Linked DNA regions of Sus scrofa: all the other regions are linked to region 1. Evidence: chromatin contacts called from public Hi-C and targeted proximity ligation data. All regions are on one chromosome and are shown on one strand. The core of a region is the stretch at or near the end of the contact, and the rest is flanking DNA. Distances in the headings are between cores, read along the strand shown.

The links. A called contact is a pair of places that touch in the nucleus more often than the background predicts.
Region 2: a contact with region 1 is called in a targeted proximity ligation map of skeletal muscle. A contact is called at or near these places in 4 of 5 promoter capture datasets (fetal liver, fetal skeletal muscle, liver and 1 more), 22 of 47 Hi-C or Micro-C datasets (alveolar macrophages, blood, brain and 13 more) and 2 of 2 datasets of targeted methods (alveolar macrophages and skeletal muscle).
Region 3: a contact with region 1 is called in a Hi-C map of liver, with 2.0 times the contacts expected there. A contact is called at or near these places in 1 of 5 promoter capture datasets (liver), 5 of 47 Hi-C or Micro-C datasets (liver and skeletal muscle) and 1 of 2 datasets of targeted methods (alveolar macrophages).

Annotation. Positions count from the first base shown.
Region 1 is chr4:14,296,285-14,300,571 of Sscrofa11.1, forward strand. TRIB1 (tribbles homolog 1) reads right to left here and starts at 1,835. Exons shown (of 3, transcript XM_021088927.1): 1 at 522-1,835. The coding sequence starts at 881.
Region 2 is chr4:14,487,810-14,492,096 of Sscrofa11.1, forward strand. All of the region lies in intron 4 of NSMCE2 (E3 SUMO-protein ligase NSE2), which reads right to left. Among named protein-coding and RNA genes, the nearest start is that of WASHC5, 110 kb to the right of the region's middle.
Region 3 is chr4:14,161,767-14,166,053 of Sscrofa11.1, forward strand. No RefSeq gene overlaps it. Among named protein-coding and RNA genes, the nearest start is that of TRIB1, 130 kb to the right of the region's middle.

The DNA.
Region 1 (4,287 bases), core at 585-3,084:
GGCTGCCCGCCCCCCTATCACCCGCAGCTGAGCCAGGATGCCTCGCAGCCCCAGCAAGAGAGCTGCCAGCTGCTCCAAGCTCCAAGGAGGAACCCACTGCAGGGCGTCCCTCCAGAACAAGGGGCGGGGGGAGGGAGTGGGAAGCGAGGAGAATGAGAAAAGGGGAAAGGCATGGCCCTGGAATCCATTTCAATTCCACCAATTCCACAACTTATGTGGAACGCCACACGCTAAACTGGGCATTAAGGAAATCATAGAGAAAAAAAACTGAGGACCGCACTTCCTCTTGACCGCCAAGACCCCATTATACCACTCCATCCGAACCCCTCAATCCCTTATAGTGAACCCGGTCCAATGCTACCTTGCCGGACTCAAACACACTTATCCGCCTTGCCCTAAGCCCAAGCGCTGGTGGCACCTTCGGCCCCCGGGCGTCGTCTGAGGAAACCCCAAATAACTCTGCTGCCACCGTGTCTCCCCACCCCGCGACCTCCGCTCGGCCTCGGCCTCCGGGTGCCTACCTTGCAGCGCAGCTCGCGGCCCGTGTGGATGCACAGCGCCCGGGACACATGTTCGCGCTCGGCCAGGGGCAGCAGCAGGTAGTCGGCGATGCGGCTGGGCCCCGGCGCGCTCCCGGAGCCGCCGCCAGCCCCGGGCGCGGCGGGCGGAGGCTGCGGGCTGCAGGGAGAGCCAGGGGGGCTGAGGTAGTCCGGAGGGTTTGAGCACTCGGAGAGACGTGGGCACTTGGCCGCCACCGCCGCCGCGTCGTCCGCGTCCAGCAGGCGTTTGGCAGGAGCGCCCCGGCCGGCCGGGAGCAGCAAGGCCGGGGCTCGGGGCTGCGAGACGCCGCTCATAGCAGAGCGCACGGGACCGACCCGCATCCCGTCCGGCGCCGGGACGGCCCCGGCTTTGTACGTCCTCGGATCGGCGCGGGAAGGCGCGACGGGGTCGGCGCCGGCGCCGCGACGTATTCCAGCCCGCAGGATGGAGTTTGCAGACGGAGCTTGGTTCGGCCCCCACGGGGGGCAAAGCCGGAGCCTCTCCCCGGCGCTGGCGGTACACGCGAGAACCACCGTGGCTGCGCGTCCCGGGGTGGGAGGCCGGCTCGGGTCCTCAGACCCCCGCGGTATCGGCTCCGGGCACCTGGCAGGGGGCGGCCGCCGCTATTGTTGTCGAGGCTGCCGACAGTCAGGGAGGCAGAGGTGGCGGTGGCTGGCCTTACCGAGGTCCGAAACAGCGAGTACAGGATTCCGCAGGCTCGGCGGAGCCACGGAGCAAATGCACTTCCCAAAGCAATAAGTCTCGGGGCCAAAGCCGGAGCAACTTTTCCGCGGCGCTCGGGATCCTGCGCGCTCCGGGCTCCCGGCGTGAGTGTGCCCGAGCGAGACGCGCTCAGAGAGAGTGACTGAGTGTGAGTGAGTGAGTGTGTGCGCAGCACCGATCCTGGCCAGTGCACTCCTCCTTCTCCTTTTCCTCCACCTCCTCCGCCTCCCGGTGACTCACGCTGTATACACACATACACTCACAGGCCGGGCTGTGTAAACAGTTGGGAAGCCGGGTTGTGCAATGAGGTGGCTGCGACGACTCGGGCCCTGCCGCTGGGCGAGCAGTCACCGGAGAGGGGGGGGGGAGGCTGGGAGGAGGGAGGAGGAGCTGGGTCGGCGGGGGCGATGGGGGTGGCCCGAGGGCTGGGATGCTCCGGGCAGCGCGCGCTCTGGCGCAGGTGGTGTGTCCCGAGCTGGCTGGGGCGCGCGCACACGCCCCCCGGGCTGGGCTAAGCAGGAGGCGGCGCGCGCCCTCCGGCAGGCAGCGGGCTCAAAGCTAGAAGCTGGAGGAGGGGGTGGAGGAAAAGTTCCCGTGACGTCAGGGTCCCCGGGAAGTGGGCGGGAGGGGTGGGGCCGTGGGGGGCGAAGCGACCGCTGATTGGTGCGCGCTCCCCATTCACACCGAGCACAATGGACTGCGGGCGCGCGCACCAAGGCTCGCTGCACCCGCTGCTCGCTGCAGCCGCGCGGTGACGCCTTTTGCCCTGGGGATCTCCCCCCGCAACCGACCGCCCCGCGCCCTGGGACCTCCGGTTGGAGCCGTGGGCGTCGCGAGGCCCGGCGGTAGTCGGCGGAAAGGAAGAGAGAGAAGGTGATGAATTCCAGAATCACTCATTCACCCCCACGCGGTAGTTCCGGGGAAGACCTATGCGTGGTTGTGGATGTGGTTTTTTGTTTTTTTTTTTTTCCTTTTCCTGCCCCCTCCCAGCTCTAATCCCCAGCGTCTGTTCGCTTCCACAAATAGAACCTTCTGTTGGATGAAATAAAAGCAAACACTGGGCCTTCTGCGCTGCCTCCACCTCCACGCCCCTCCCGCGCCTGCCGCCCGCCGGGATTGCACGGAAATAGCTTCTCCAGGCTCCCCGGCCGCCCCTTCGCGGTGACTCGCAGAAAGAGCTTCCTGAGCCGGGGCCGGTGGGAAACAAAGGATGTGGGGAGAGGGCGGAAGGGGCCCACGTGGCCGCCGCTGGATTCTAGCCCCCTCCCCGGCCTCCACACGCCCTGCAGGGTCTGGGGCCCCGGGGCCAGCCCAGCCCAGTTCCGTGGTGGCCGGGTAGCGGAGTGGGAGTCATTCTGCCACCGACAGTGATACTTCCTACACCCGGGCAGCCCTGCCAGGGCGTGTGCGTGCACTCGTGCAACGTGATTGCGGTGAGCGCGAAATGTGTGTCAGACGCTGCACAAAGCTCCATGAAAAAGCAACCTAGAATCTATCGTTTTTCTTTCTTTCAAGAACCAGGTCGATTTGGAGTCCCTGGACACCCAGCGTACATAGCTATTATCAGAATCCCTTCTGCCCTTGTACTAAAAATTTCATTTTCTAAAACCAGGTCGAGCCCCAAGGATAAATTTTTTCCATATTAAATCTCCATTCATTCAGCAAATACTAATGAAGCATCTAGTAAGAGCTAGACGCTGGGGATTAGAAGATTGAGCATTAAAATAATAATAGCTAACGTTAATTGAGGTCTGTAAAATGCCAGGCACAGTTCTTAGCACTTTACACATAGTCACTGCAGTCTTACAGCCACCCCGTTGGGTTATTTTTTGCCCCTTTTCAAGAGGGAGAAGCCTGCAAAGACGAAGTTACTTGCTGTGATCAAATCACTACTAAAAGGTGGAGCATTCAAGCTCTTAAGCACTTGTGGGTACTCAAAAAACAGATTACAATTTGCAGAGGGAAGAGAGGGGTTAGGGAGGATTCCATCTAGAAGCGGTTGACCTGGGGGCATGTGTGGGGCTGTAAGAAGTTGCGGGGGGGGGTGGGGGGAGAAGAGAGCAAGGAAGTGGGGAACTTTAGAGGCCAGAGTGCCTGCCCAGGTGGAGCTGAGCCTGCAGAAGTCCTTGGGGAAAACAAGAAGAGCTCCAATTCTGGCTGAGGAGGATGCACTTGGTCTTATAACTGGGAGAGAGCCCTGATTTTCTCTCTTTCACATTGATTTTGTGCCAGCTATTCAAGACCCACTGAGCTGCCAGCTTAGCATCTGCACTAGGATGGCAAACTCAGCGTGGACCATCAGCATCTTCCTCGAAGTGCACACCCCCTTTCCTGCCTCTTCGAAGAGAAAGGCATCGCCACCCCCGGGTCCAGAATCTTTAGCAGCGATTTCCTCATGAATCCGCCTTTTTCCTGTCCCCCACTGGGTTGTCCCTGGGTCCATCCTAGATCTGCTTGCTCTCAGAGCCATCCCCTGCCCTCCCCTCCTAACTCTCCTTGCAGACTATGTCTCAAGCTCCCTTGGCCACTGGCTTGCAGCCCATTTTGCCCAGAGGGAAGCCCTGGAGGGAGACGGGACTGCTTGGGACAATGGCCGCACCTCTTCTGTGGCTCCAGACCTTTATCCCGCCCCATTCCCCTTCCCCAGACAGCCCGTCTGTGTGGCTGCCAGATCCTCCTACTGGATAGAAGGAATTATCCACCCATGCCCACCCCACCTTCCACTCCCCTGGCTGCCTTTTGTAAATCCATTTTGGAAACCGCCTGGACTGAGAAAGGCTGCCTTGTTCAAGTTCACACTCCTTTCCCAGGAGGTCCACATCCAATGACAAGTGACTGTGGAGTACACAGGTTCAGCCTCCTTGCCTCAATTTGAGCCCCCTCTGAAGGGCATCCCAGCTTCAGCCCGGCAATTTAGGGTCATCTGAATTCTTTCTGGAGATTGCATCCAGCCCTGTCGTGTTCCTTTCCTCCCCTTCCAAAAGCATTCCTTAATAAACCTGCGTGCTAATCTCCATCGGAGTC
Region 2 (4,287 bases), core at 497-2,996, 190 kb after region 1:
CAGCCAAGCCCGTTAACGAGAGGCAGTTTACGTAGTGGTGAAGGGCATGGACTCTGCAGTCAAATTTTCTGGGTTTGAATCAAAAAGATTCAAATTGGGCAAACTGCTCGACCTCTCTGAGCCTCAACAGCCTCCTCTGTAAAATGGGGATGAATACCACCAGCCAGCTCACAGCAACTGGAACAGAACAGGCTACACAGGAAGTCATCAAAGAAGGTCCATGACTGTCAGTGGTTAACAAACAATGTTACTACTGTGATGTAATGACAGCCTTGTACCTAGCCTTTAAAAAAAGCATATGACTAATGTATTTAATAACTTGCACATCAGCCTTTCCGAGTTAAGAATGTACTTCTTGAAGGTTTGCTAATTTTTTTGTCTCAAATACCTCAGTTTCTGGCATATGAGAAGAGCTCATAAATGTCTGAGGATGGGAATGAATGAAAGGAAGAAAGCTTTGTGGATCAAATAAGGTTGTAATATTTGCCATATAAGTAAATTCAGATTTGACGAGCTTTTATTAAGTGCCTACTTTATGCCAGACCCTGCGTGAAGTCTTTATGTTGTTTTAACAAATGTAATTCTGTGTACAAAACAAATCTAGGTAACTGATAATAACAGAGTGACTACTGGGCTAGGCTGAGCTTCATTTAGACTAAGCCACCAAAGTTGACAACCCAAAAAGGGCTGGTTAACTCAACTCTGTGGAGTTAATTTTGAAGCCATACAAATAACTCATTTATATGCCACCAAAATGAGCAGCAAAGGGACCACATGACCAGCATGCAAGGGAAGGCTACAGCGGGACTGGCATTCCCTCCTCTAGATGGAGGGCAGGGTGATGGCACCCCTTCCGGGTACAATAAGCACCTTGGGGATATTTTTAGCACCCACAAAGCCCCAGTCGGAAAGCCCTGCTTTAAAGGATCTCTTTAACCACAGAATAAGGAACTATGTATTACATTCAAGACTTGGCAGCCACTCAATTTCCAAATGTTAGTTTTTCATGAAATCATCATATATCTCAGGGAAATTTCAGCTCGATCTCAGCTCTTTTACTTTTTTTCCTTTACTGGGAAGAAAATTCTAAGCCAGCATAAATGAGTAAGTGGATTTCAGTCCTCTGAAAGGGCTTTCTGGGTGTGGCTGAGATAGCTAGCTTTGAAAACTTAGCAACACAGGATACATTATGAGTAAGTTCTTTCCTTTTTTTTTTTTTTTAAACAATGATGCTAACTCACCAGATCCTTCTGAAAGAGTCCTTTTATTAATTTCAATGAAGTCAAGTAGAGAACAAGTTGTAATATGAAACACAATTTATGCAACTATGTTGAAATTCTCTGCCTGAGTTACATCTCCTAATGCAAGAATTTTATGGTAAAACAATTTCAAAACAACATCTAGCATTAGCTTAGGCTCATTTTGGTTTCAGGCTGTCTTTCTATACAAATCATAGAACTCCTGAGGCAAAATGATAGCGCCTTTAAGGAGGAGAAAAAAAAAAAAATCCTGTTCCCCACAGTTTATAATAAAAGAGCTGAAACTAAGCCTTGATTGAAATTATACTGTTAGGCAACTCCAGAAACTAAACACAAAAACATGGTAAAGATTGCAACATCAAGGGAAAACCATCTTCATCGATATCGTTTTAGATTCCCAGCCGTTCCTGACCCGAGCCCACATGAGAGCAACTGAACCTTCAGAGGCTTTCCCGCAGTCAGCCAACCAGCAACTCCCTCCTTCCTCAACCACGCGGGTTGCCCAGGGAAAGGCACGCAATACATTTAAAGGGCCAATAGAAATCCCGTGGGTGGGTTTGGTCCGCCTTTCAAAAACCAATGAACTTCCCATTATATAACCTTTAATACCAAGAGAGAAGTTTACAGTCACATACCCGACTAAACTATAAGGCAGGCTTCACTGCATGCCTCATCGTGGTTTTTTGTTGGTTTTTTTTTTTTTTTTTTTTTTTTTTAAAGAAGAAGTAAGGAAAAGTAAAAGAAAGAGTGTCCTGAATGACACAATCCATCTAACTCAGGTAATGTCAGAAAATTAATGAATCTACATGGTGGTACGACCTAGGCTTGCTTTTTGTGATGATTTTCAGGGCAATCTGAGGTTTTCAATCAGAAAAATGTAGGCATCTAAAAACATAAGCTCCATGACATTTTATTAATTCTTTATAAAATAAAGTCTTTTAACCACAGCAGAATTCTGAGAATCTGGCTTTTCCAGAAAGCCCAAGAAAAATACTTTAGTTTCACCATTCTCAAATTCATTTGACTTTGAAACAAAATAAACATATTACTCTATTTAATATCTTGCACAAGCGAATTCACAAGAATGAAATGTGTTCAGAGTTCCTAGAAAAAATGTAGCAATACAGGCTGCCAACTTGTTCAATGTCAAGCTCTAGGCAGTATAGCCACACTAGCAGTAAATGACTCAGAGTGAGTCACGCTTAAGCTATTTTTGCTTTTAAAGTACTGCCAGGCACTGTGTTAATATTCAACCCAGAGTAAATTTAGCCCAACAAGAAAACAAGTGTTTCCATGGCTGCTTCTTCACACTGTTTATGGTATATATGCAGCCATTAGGCACAGGAATCTAGCCAGATAAGTTAAGTAGAAATGCTCATCTATTATTTATATCCAGGCTTTGGAACACTGCAAACACGAAATGCATCTTAGGCTATTCTTTCAACTCCTTCTGTCTATCCGCCCCTCCAGACCCCAAAGAGCAACGACATAGAGAGGATACTATTAATGATTCATTTAAAAGTTTGTGCCGTGAAACTCTAGTGGACTGTTGTTCACGGATTTTATGTGGCTCTGTGTTAAGAGTCACAACGACCCATGTTTCTCTGATAGTGCGGCCACAGGGAAGTAAAGTGCTTTAAAAAGTATCTAGCAAAAACAGCAGGAAATGTGGGCTATAGATACCAAATAGAATCATTGCACAGTATCAAGTATAGTGAACAGTTAGCCTGGTAATGTGAACACTCAACAGGTGTTTAAAAAATAATGCCTGTTCTAATTTGAAAAGATACATGCACCCCAATGTTCACAGCAGCACAATTTACAAGCCAAGACATGGAAGCAACCTAAGTGTCCATTTATAGATGAATGGATGACAAAAGTGGGGTGTACATATACAAGAGAATACAGTTCAGCCACAAAAAAGAATGAAATAGTGCTATTTGCAGCAACATGGATGGACCTAAAGATTATCACACTAAGTAAAGTAAGTCAAAGCCGAATATCATATGATATCACTTATATGTAGACTCTAAAAAAAGATACAAATAAACTTATTTACAAAACAGAAACAGACTCACAGACATAGAAAACAAACTTATGGCTACCAAAGGGGAAAGGGGGTGGGAGAGGGATAAACCAGGATTTGGGGATTAACAGATACATACTATTATATATAAAACAAACAAGGACTTACTGTATAGCACAGGGAACTATATTCAGTATCTTGTAATAGCCTATAATGGAAAAGAATCTAGAAAACATGTATTTATATGTGTATACACACACACACACACACACACACATATAACTCAATCACTTTGCTATATACCTGAAACTAACACAACAATGTAAATCAACTATACTAGAAAAAAAATATATTGGTGGTGAGAGATGCATGGCTAATAACCGACTGATCTAAAAAAAAAAAAATTTCAGTTTTTCAGAATATGCTATTTTTATTCCAAATGCACATGGAATTCTTACACTTGAATAGCACAGTGACTATGAGATGGATGCTAGGGCTTTTCCCTAAATGGTCTGTTTACAGCTGTCAGAATCCTCAGCATTACCTACAGAATCTATGCTACAGTCATATACAGTGATTAACTATTCTGCTCAGTTAAAAAAAAAAAAAAATCCAAGCTATCCATTATTCCAGCCCAGGTTTTCAAATTAGGATGCATGAACCTCAGTATGCAAACTTTTGGAATTTTTATTTAAAGTTTTATCTAAAAAATGAGGGGAAAAAAACTAGGTCTTCCTAATAACATACATGCTGACATTATGCAGAATATGTATAAATCTGAATAAACAAAATATCAGGAGGTGTCTGCTCCTCTTGAGCAGAACCATCGAAGACACATGGAGACCACTGCTTTAGTGCACACACCGCCTGAAGGATGGAGTCCTTTCCTCTTCGCGGCTAGTGCTAGCCCACTACGCGTGTTCAGTTTTTTTCTTTTACATTCGAATGGTCACTGGCACAAAGGGAGTATAGTGGAAAAGCCTAGGTCAGCAAGCAACTGGA
Region 3 (4,287 bases), core at 1,140-3,639, 130 kb before region 1:
TTATCAGTTAATGTTGGTTCCGGTCTTTCAAACTGTTCGTATCTGCTTTATAACATTCCCTGTACTAACTCTTCTTCACATCGGGGTGGGGGTGGTGACACAGGGTCGTTATGGCCTCAAGATAAAGTCTTAGTGAAAAATGAATAAATGTTCTTTAGTTATATTTTTTAAAAAAGAAATACATACCAATGCGTTCTGTCATGAAGCAACGCCCCCAATGTCCCCAAGTTGGGGCACTGCCTTCAGGAAAGGCTGGCAGGAGCTGATTTTCTCCACCTGAGGATGGTTCCCTAGAGTAAACAAACACGGCTGGGCCTCGGGGCTTAGAGAGGGCACTGCAGGCAGAGGGAGCGGCTGAGCAATGTGCTGGGAAGAAAGAAATCAGTGTGCTGGTGGGGGGGCATGGGGCCGAGTCCCACGTGGCTGGGGAGGTGGGGGAGGGAGAGAAATGAGGCTGAATGCAGAAGAAGGCGTCGATCATCAAAGGCCTCTTAGGCCAGGACTGTAACGACAGGCAGAGTGTAGGGACCAACCACGAGCCAGGCCAGGGTGAGGGGCTTTCTTAGCGGTGACTTGGGAAACCCCTCGTGACAGTCCTAGAAAGTGGTATTATTTATCATCCTCTTTCTCGCCTGAAGACATTTCCCCCTGGCAGTAAGAGGGGAAGCAGGCTCAGAGGGACCCTGGTTCTTATTGCAAAGATAAGAGGCTTGACTGAGGATGAGAGCAGGGATGTCAGGCAGAGGGAAAGGAAGCTGCAGGCTCCTTGGGCTAAAGTGATGGGGTGGCCAGTGGGGAGCAGGGTGAGGGCCCAGGCCACAGAGTGGCCTGTGGGAGGAAGGTGGTGCAGCTGGTGAGTGGGGGGCTGCAGGGAGTAGCAGGGCCTCCCGGGAGAGCCCTGGACTCCTCCACAAGCACAGGGGTCGGCACAGAGCACAGTCACACAAGGGCAGAGCTGGAAGCCACCTTGCAGAAATCTGGGGAGTAGGACCCTCCTGACTCATTCGCCCAGCTGTCCCCTCTGGCTCTAAGCCACCTGACTCCAGTTCAAGTCAACAGCGGCTCTTGCTTAGACGGCTCTAGAGAGTCCAAAAGCCTACCACAGCCCAGAAGGTTCTGTGTGGCCTTCTCCTGGGCACGCCCACCCCTCCTTCTCACCTTCCCACCCTGTGCCGCTCCCTCCCTTACCCTCACCCCCACCCCGGACTTCTTCCACTCTGGCTTCGCCACCCAGGACCGCCGGAGTCTTGCAAGGGCTGGCCTCTTTCTGTTCCCGGGGGGTTCATGCTTGGGGTGCTTCTTGCCATTTCTCCCAAACTCCCGATTCCACCTCCAGGCTGATGCCCCTCATCCTTCAAGATTCTGCCCACCGAGCCTCCTCCTGCCTCCTGGCTGTTCAGCACTCCCGTGACCCTGGGTCCTTTTCCAGCTAATGCATTTCTCACTTGTCATACTTGTTCCTTATCTGGCTCCCGCACAACTTTGTGAACCGGACTTGCTCTGCTCCCCAAGGCTGGAACAGTACCTGGCACAGAGCAGGGCTCTGAAAAGTATTTTTTGGGTGAATGAACGAGTAAACAAGAAAGAGAAGGAGCAATGGAAGCTGTGTGTGTATCCCAAGCTGCACTCTGGCTCCTGGCCTTCCCCTTCCCTGGACCAGCCTCCCCTCTTCTTACCCGCAAGTCTCCACCTCATCCTACGTGCTCTGAGAGGTCTCCCTGGGCATCTGTGACACAGGGGACACTCCTCATCACAGCACCATAGGACGCGTCATCTGAAAGGATGCAGCTTCAGTAAGTCCCCTGCACGTGAGGACGGCACCTGGCTCTGTGTGTAAATCTCACCTCCCCCGCCAAGGCAGCTCCCCCAGGCCTGCCACTGGGCCACACAGAGGGCCTTGCTAAGGGACGTGAGGGATGCACACGCTCAGCCACCAGAAGGGTTGACTCACTGTCAAGGGAGGTGAACATGAATAAGCATCAGATCCATGCAGCTGCTCCTTCCTCGCACGGACGGAACTCTCTCTACCCACTGGGATGTGAGTTAGGTGGTACAGGAGAGGGAAACGGTGCTTCAGCCCCGATCCCTGAGTGCTGGGGTGTATGGTCTAGTTACAACATAAGACCTAATCATAAGTCATCACCATATAAGACAAACGCCACCTCCAGACTTCCACGTCTTTATCATGCACCATCCCAGAGTCTGGCCCACGCCCATGAGGCACCTGGGCACCTGGTTCCCTCTCTCACTGGGCGGTGTTCACGTGCTCGGCACCATCTCCTCTGCATCTCCTGTTTCCATCTTACCATTTTACCTTCCCCAGTGTGTGTGTGTATGCGTGTGTGTGTTTGTTACAGTGAGCTCATCCCAGGCAAAGTGCATGTTGCTAAACCATTCCCTGGCTGTCTACAGACTATGCCTGGGAATTGTTTTTTATGAATGTTTGAACCCAACAACCTGCCTCTAGCAAACGCATCCAATTGGGCAACATGGCCAGGAAGAGGGTCAATGCTAGACCTTGAGTCCAAAGGTTTCCATGAGTACTTGGCGTCCCTAAGCACACTTTCGAGATCCTGTAATGGGAAAGGCAAAGGTACCTTAGATATATACAGAGAGAGACCCTGACACATAGGAAAACGGAGGAGTTGTGTAAGGTGACTCTCTTGGCACTCCTCGAGCACTGAGATACGGGAGTTGCCAAAGTTTCTCAAATTCTACCACCCCCACCTGGCGCTGCCTGGATGATGAAATATTCTGAAGAGTTTGAATTGCTTCCTCTGATGAGCGAAGCTAAAACCCAGCACCCCAGCCTGCCTCCTGGGTGATCACGAAGGACCATGGGACAGACTGGCAATGTCCCCACCAACACCCCACAGAGCAGAGCACAGCTCCCCTCTCTCAGTGCCGCCAGCATTAGAGTGAGTTACTTCACCTACTTGCTGGCAAAGAAAATGCCAGGTGGAAGCAAAATGTTGAAACCAAGATGGATGGCTCCCCGCCCCGAGGCGCGATGAAACACTTGGAAGAGGGCTTCCTGGGCGCTTGGCACATGCGTGAGAGAGCAGGGGAGGGGGTGCTGGGCTGGGGACACCCAGGTCTCAACTTGAACTCGAGCTTGTAACTGGCAGCAGAGAGGCCAAGGATGGGGCAGGGAAGAGGTTTCAGGGGATTAGGGCAGCTGCAATATTACTGATACGAAAGATGCATGAATTCCAGCAGCTTAAAAAAAATCCTTCCCAATGAATGAAATGGTGTGTGTGAATATATGTGCAAGTATATAGGTATCTGGGCGTGCAAAAATGGGGGTGTGGGGGTGTGTGCACACACAACTGTGGGTGTATTTGTCTGTGCATGTGTGTGTGTGTGTTTGTATGTGAGCATGAGTGCATGTGTGAGTTTGGGTACATTGCCTGGTGTGTGAGTGTGTATGTTGGTGTGTGTGTGTGCAGGTATGTGCATGTGAATGCAGATGTGTCTGTGTGTGTGTATATATGTGTGTGCATATCTGTGTATCTGTGTCTGTGTCTGTGTCTGTGTCTGTGTCTGTGTCTGTGCAGCATTTCGGAATGAAAACAACCATGGAATAAGCTTCAGAAAAGATGGGCTCTTATCTTGATCTGCCACATAGGAGCTGGGTGACTTTGAGAAAACCGTATCACCACTCTGTTTTCTCACCTGTTCTAGTTCCAAGAGCAATACCTAGTACATAATAACCACTCACTAAATATTTATTAAATGAGTGATTGTTATTTGGAGGTAATGCCGCTTCCTTTTCAGGAGATGAGAAAATATATGCCAAACTCCTCTCTTACTGTCTCAGTGATCGGCATACAACAGAAGCCCAGTAATTCTTAGCCCGTCCCCTCCCCAACTTCAGCTTTTTCCCCTTGGCGGAAGGAGGCTGATGAATGACATGATGCGTTAGGTCAAATGTCCCCTGCAGCCCCATTTCTTGGGCTGAGTCGTCCTGCTGCCATGTTCTTGAGCCAATTTCCAGGGCTTCTGAGTTCCCATGATGTTACATATTAGCCAGGCCTCTTCTTCCTGCTCTCAGTCAAATGCTGACAGTAATTCATTTGCAAGAATTAAATGCAAGATTGAATTTTAACAACTCAGAAATTTGAGGTCAACTGTGCTTTCGGCGACCTTTAGGGGCAGGAAGCCCGGTGAGTGAGCTGGTATCCCGACTTTTCATCGGGTGATACTCTTATGGGTCACAATCCTGCAAGATAGGAATTATTATCCTCTTCATGCATTAAAAGGGACAAAAGGTTCTGAGAGGTTGAC